Linked DNA regions of Acanthopagrus latus: region 1 is linked to region 2. Evidence: chromatin contacts called from public Hi-C data. All regions are on one chromosome and are shown on one strand. Each heading gives the region's core, a stretch centred on a gene start, on an enhancer-like site or on the middle of the called end of the contact. The rest is flanking DNA. Distances are from core to core; before and after follow the strand shown. Region 1 holds the start of cusr. Region 2 holds the start of smc3 (structural maintenance of chromosomes protein 3).

The links. Hi-C and Micro-C count contacts between places; a contact is called where the count stands out from the background.
Region 1: a Hi-C map of liver shows a contact between it and region 2, with 4 times the contacts expected there. The contact joins the promoter of cusr here to the promoter of smc3 in region 2. A contact is called at or near these places in 3 of 4 Hi-C or Micro-C datasets (liver and muscle).

The regions. Positions count from the first base shown.
Region 1 is chr1:21,763,982-21,766,681 of fAcaLat1.1, reverse strand. cusr reads right to left here and starts at 1,314. Exons shown (of 12, transcript XM_037098080.1): 1 at 965-1,314. LOC119019484 (a long non-coding RNA gene) reads left to right here and starts at 1,197. Exons shown (of 4, transcript XR_005075063.1): 1 at 1,197-1,333.
Region 2 is chr1:21,534,266-21,537,055 of fAcaLat1.1, reverse strand. It overlaps smc3 (structural maintenance of chromosomes protein 3), which reads left to right and starts at 1,472. Exons shown (of 29, transcript XM_037101686.1): 1 at 1,472-1,666; 2 at 2,394-2,469; 3 at 2,667-2,705. The coding sequence starts at 1,652. It overlaps dusp5 (dual specificity protein phosphatase 5), which reads left to right. Exons shown (of 4, transcript XM_037114919.1): 4 at 1-687. The coding sequence ends at 287.

The sequences.
Region 1 (2,700 bases), core at 65-2,564, 230 kb before region 2:
TTCTGTGATCACTTCATTATATTTGGAATCCTTGTCTGGTCCTGGTCATTTGGACACCCACAGGCTCACAACAATAAGGCACTGAGATCCATTCATCAGCTGGTCTCCCTTATCTTACATCACATCCGGTTTGTATTTATAGATGTGGAAACGAAATTCTGTGACAAAAACGAATCTAGCAGTCACTGTAGTGTTGTGAATATATGTTTGTCTAAACTCTTGATTTCTACATCATTTCTCTATACATTGGTTATACTGGGGTCTGCAACATGCAACTTTGGCTTTTATCTTTCTTGTTCGGGGTCGGGGTTGTTTCTGTCTTGAGTCATAGAAATCTCTGACACACACACACACACACACACACACACACACACACACACACACACACACACACACACACACACACACACACACACACACACTTTTTATCTGATCGATGCAGCCATTTAGAAAAAAAGAGACTGTACTCCCGTAGTGACGTTTGGTAAAGCAAGCTGGATTGTGGCCACTAGATGGAGGCAGTGTTGCATATTTATGAGCACATGCATGAGTCACATTTACTGTTAACTGGGATACAACCAGATGCTGCCAGAGCCACAAATGATTCAGTCTACGTGACAACATGAGTAAAAGCTTGAGACACAACTATTGAGGTATCATTTTAGTTTAGTATCATTTTCAGATTAGTTTATACAGGGGGCACACTTCATACGAGGCTGTAGCCTGGCAGAGAGCGCGTTTGACGGTCACTCCAACAAGGTAAGCTTTATTTTCTGATGTACTTTCACAAAGAATACGGCGAAAAATGTGCTAAATATCAAAAGGAACCCACGTGTTCTTGTCCAACGTGTACTTTAATATAGTTTTTATACGTTTAAAGCCTTTAACATGAAATATATCCATCACTGTGTCTGGTGAACGAGCTGGGCACGTCTGAACTGGGCCAAACATAAATAATACACACCGACAGCAGCCCGCCTCGGTCACGTGCGCTCCGTCTTCAAGCAAGGGATTTGCCAAAAAGTGCGTCACACGCCTCTGTGAATGAAACGCCACTTCCTGCCACATTGTGAGCCGGCGTTTCCGCCTTAGCCGGCTTACTAGATCTACACAACATACGTGCCGCCCGCTCCGGCCGCAGGGGGGCCGGTCAACACCATCGTGTTGGTCGCACGTCAGTGACAGTCCTCCGACTCGTCGTGCCTGAGCGGAACCATTGAATTCAAACAGTGAATCCGAGGGAGAAAAGGTCCGGGGACGCTTGTGTTTGTGCGGCTCGACAGGCTGTCAGGCTGCTAACCTGAACCTGGGAGCCGGTGATCCTCACAAGGAGGTATTTGGATGACTGGGTTCACGTGTCGTCACGTTCAAGTCAACACTGCGTGGATGTATGTTGTTTTGCGTTCTGCCTGTTCACTGTCTACATGTTTATGGGCCACACGCGGACTCTGTGACCATAACAGCTTGGTAACCCTCTACTGAGGTATTATAACCAATGTTTAAGAACATTTTGTCCAGCAGCAGTTATCTGGGGCGTTCAAACAGCTGCACCATTGTTTACTTTCAGTATAAATAGCTGTTTGTTGTCATTGATATCCTGGGAGACTCTCTCTTTGCTCTCACCAGCACTGATTTAGTCACACAGTAACATTTCATTACAGTAGCAGATCTGCAGAGTGTTTTCATGCATTCATTCTGTATTAATAGCTGACATGTTTTCTCACTGATGAATGTTTAATGTTGGAGGGAAAACATAGCTCTTTAAGTTACAGCCAGGCTTTGCAGTGCACCTTTTGTATTCAGAGGTCAGGGTCAGCGCCTCCTGCAGCTGATACAGATTCACTCGAATACTCACACCCCACTTTCAAGAACAAACTGGAAAAAGAACACTGTCTCAGAGCATTTACGAGTTTAAGTTGCTTGCTTTCTTGTTGGTGGTATTCAAGTCACAATATGAGAGATACGCTTGTAATTATTCCCAGAAGGGGGATTCAAGTGTTTCAGCAGCACAAGGACAGAAGTAAGTACTGATGCATAGAGAAACCTAAAATAGTTTAATAATTACAATGAATTACAATCAAAGTACAAGTAAAAACTAAAATACCGAATTGCAAATCACAAGTCAAGAGTAACAGCAAAGCCCCTATGTGCAGTTTTACAAAATGTATATGGTGTCTGTCTGATTCATATTGGATGGTGTAAAGTTTTGCCTTTTGAAAAATTAGACACTTCTGGGGTAATTGTTGTCTTTGTTGTTGCTTTTAGCCAGTTCATTTTTATTTTCAGTGTCAGTGACAGTGTGTTCTTTGTGACTACTAGAGATATTATCTGCTAATATTGACCTATCAAAGACATATTGGTGTTCGTATATGTTTATATACATAATGTGAAAATAAGCGCTTTCTCCCACAATGATATGCAGTGAAACAGTACATGTCACTGGGAATATATTGTTAAACTCTAAAATATCCACTATTACATATCTTTGTCACAAGTGAAAACAGCATGGGGGGCCACTGCAAAAACTGTACAGTATATGCTGTATATATGGAATATCGGCTGATAGTAGCAGTATTGGAATTTTTCGACTCCCCAGCACCAGTATTGGGCCCAAAAGTTCTGTATGAGTCAGGCTCCAGTACTACCACTGAGTCACAGTAAAGTAAGACAACATGAAGTCTCACACACATGTTGAAACTG
Region 2 (2,790 bases), core at 223-2,722:
TCGACATCATCAAGCAGCGCCGGGCAGTCGTCTCACCCAACTTCAGTTTCATGGGTCAGCTGCTGCAGTTTGAGTCCGAGGTCCTTTCGACCGCCCCGGCTCACGCGGCCACACCTGAACCAGCCACACCCTGCGCCCCAGAGTCCGCCTGCTTTTTTGCCAACGACTTCACCACTACCTTCAACAGCAAAAACTTTGAGCCATCTGTGTTCACCCTCCCTACCTCTTGCCTGCAGGCCCCGGTCCACCACCAGTTCAAACTGAGCCCAATAACTGCACTGCCTTAAAATGAACTGTGACTGCTTGTAGTCTTACTTGAAAGAAAAAGAAAAAGAAAAAATAATGCTGTCTGTGTGCCTTGTGTTGAAATCAGCAGAGCAGATAGACCTGAGATCAGTAACAGAAAGAGAGAAGATAATAGTATTCAGTTCATGGGCCCATGAAATCTATGGGCTTACACAGTCTGATGCTGCTTCCCTGTCCTCTACTCTGCAGCGATAAAACAACACAGCACAGTAATAAACTGCAATATACATGCCTTAGGTTGTTATTGTGATTTATTTGCCTATTCACAAATACAGTCAGGCATTGAAACCTAATTTATTTGAAAACTACTGTCTGTCTGATGTTTTTTCAATAATGTGGATATAAATATGTGTTTAATAAATGTTTTCACCACGAAAATAAAAGCTGTTGTCGTGTAATCATTCTAGCTTTGTGTTTGTAGTGAGTCGATGGGTCTAAAATGAGAAGTTACATATAAGTAATAAGCCTGTTCCCATAAACAGTAAGACAGAACAGAATCCATTGCCTACTTCATAGACTTTGCATTTAGAGTAGAACTTCTGGCAGAACAGGCATACATACAACTGGAGGGGCAACAGTGACACCTGCAGTGACTGCACTGGCCTTCAGAAGCAGATATAGAACAGCACCATTCAGTCAGAATTCTAGATTACTGGTCAACATGTTAGTGTAAGTGGAAAACTTAATGAAAACTAATGCATTAGATTATTCTAAACAAGGTGAAAGAAAAAGAAAAAAAAGTCAAAAGTCCCATTATAATCAGATTGGCAGTGTGCTAATAAAATTCACAGATATAATAAAGCGTTGCATTTGTTAATAATTATTAAAGCTACCGTTATCTATTGACGGGTTGTTGTTTTTTTTTTTTACTTTCCTTCTATTTGCACGTAGTGTGTCATCCACACTTTTCTGTCTTTGGCGCCTAGAAGACAGACAGGAAGACTGTACCAACTGTACAAATAGGGAGGTCAAAATACAACGTCGTGTCAAACATATTATTTACGTAAATTTGTATAGTGACTAAAAGGTAACCGTCATGTATGAACGTGTATGCTGCTTTTCCGTTGACGGATTCGGTCTAAATAATTTCACTATTGCATATAATCTAGTATACATTTATTACTACAACCCTGTTTTCACACAATGGTATTGTCCATTTTATCCCGCCCCCGCCGCCATTTTCCATGTTATTCTCTGTTGCCACACAGGGTTTCACCAAATTTGAATGCATTTATTTCGAATATTTTGTTGAGTTTGGGTTATTAAACACCCGGCTTCTCCAATTTAGTGGAGGAGGGGAGCATATCTCCAAATTCAGCCAAGGAGACAGCCTGCTTAGACAGCCATGTACATCAAACAGGTAAGCTAACGGCATCAGACTTGTGCTTGTTGCAGGCTATCACTGGCCTATCGATAATAAGGCTATGTTAACATTGTCATATAGAGTGATTGTCACCGGAATAACGAGGTCTCGCACACAGTCTAACGTTAATATGTTTGCATTGCTAAGAAAAATCGCACCAAAGACGGCAACAAGTTTAAGAGCCGGCTTGCTAAAGCTAGCTAAGGCTACATTGATCAATCTTGAATTGGACAGCCCGTTCTCCTTCTCGGGATGCTAAGCTAACGCTAACGTGCAAGGCTAACGTTCTGTTAGCGGATTTGTCTCGTTTCTATTAATGTTGCACAGTACCACTTAACACAGAATTTCATTACATGTAAATATGAGCGTTGATAGTATTGTGGTAGGTTAAACTATTTATTTCTTTGTCAATAAGTATGCAAAGCGTTTACGTCCTGAATGAAAAGTAGCCCGTACAGGAGCCGACAGTAACGTAAAGGCCCCGGTGGAAGTCGTACACCGCGTATGATCTATGTGATGCTGCGCTTGGCACACAAGTTGTAACATTACAGCTCAGTCGACTTTGCATACGAGGGCACAGGTTGTTATAAAGCTGCATTTAGGAAACGCTCCTGTCTATTAGCTTCACATAATCACGTCTTGGTACAGTACATTTAACGCAAACCTCAATATGAGGATGTTGAATGACCTTTTTACTTACGGTGGTCTCTGGGTTCTTGTGCAGGTCATCATCCAGGGGTTCCGAAGTTACAGGGACCAAACGGTGGTAGACCCTTTCAGTCCAAAGCACAATGTCATTGGTGTGTATGTGCTTGACTTCAACTGTCCACTCATGTTTTTTTGTGTGATATATTTATATTGAAATTATATCTGGGTGTACTTTGAATGCACCTATACAAGCTCTCAGCCAATATTGGTACTCTAAAGACTTGTCTCATGGAGGTGGCTGTGGACATACCTTACCATGTCCTCATTCTGTGTTTCTTTTCTGTTACAGTTGGAAGAAATGGGTCAGGAAAAAGTAACTTTTTCTATGGTAAGATGGCCTCAAATGATTATACAACACAGCTGTCAGACAATTTTCCCTCAGTGTTTTTGTTCTCTAAAACTGTGTCTCCTCT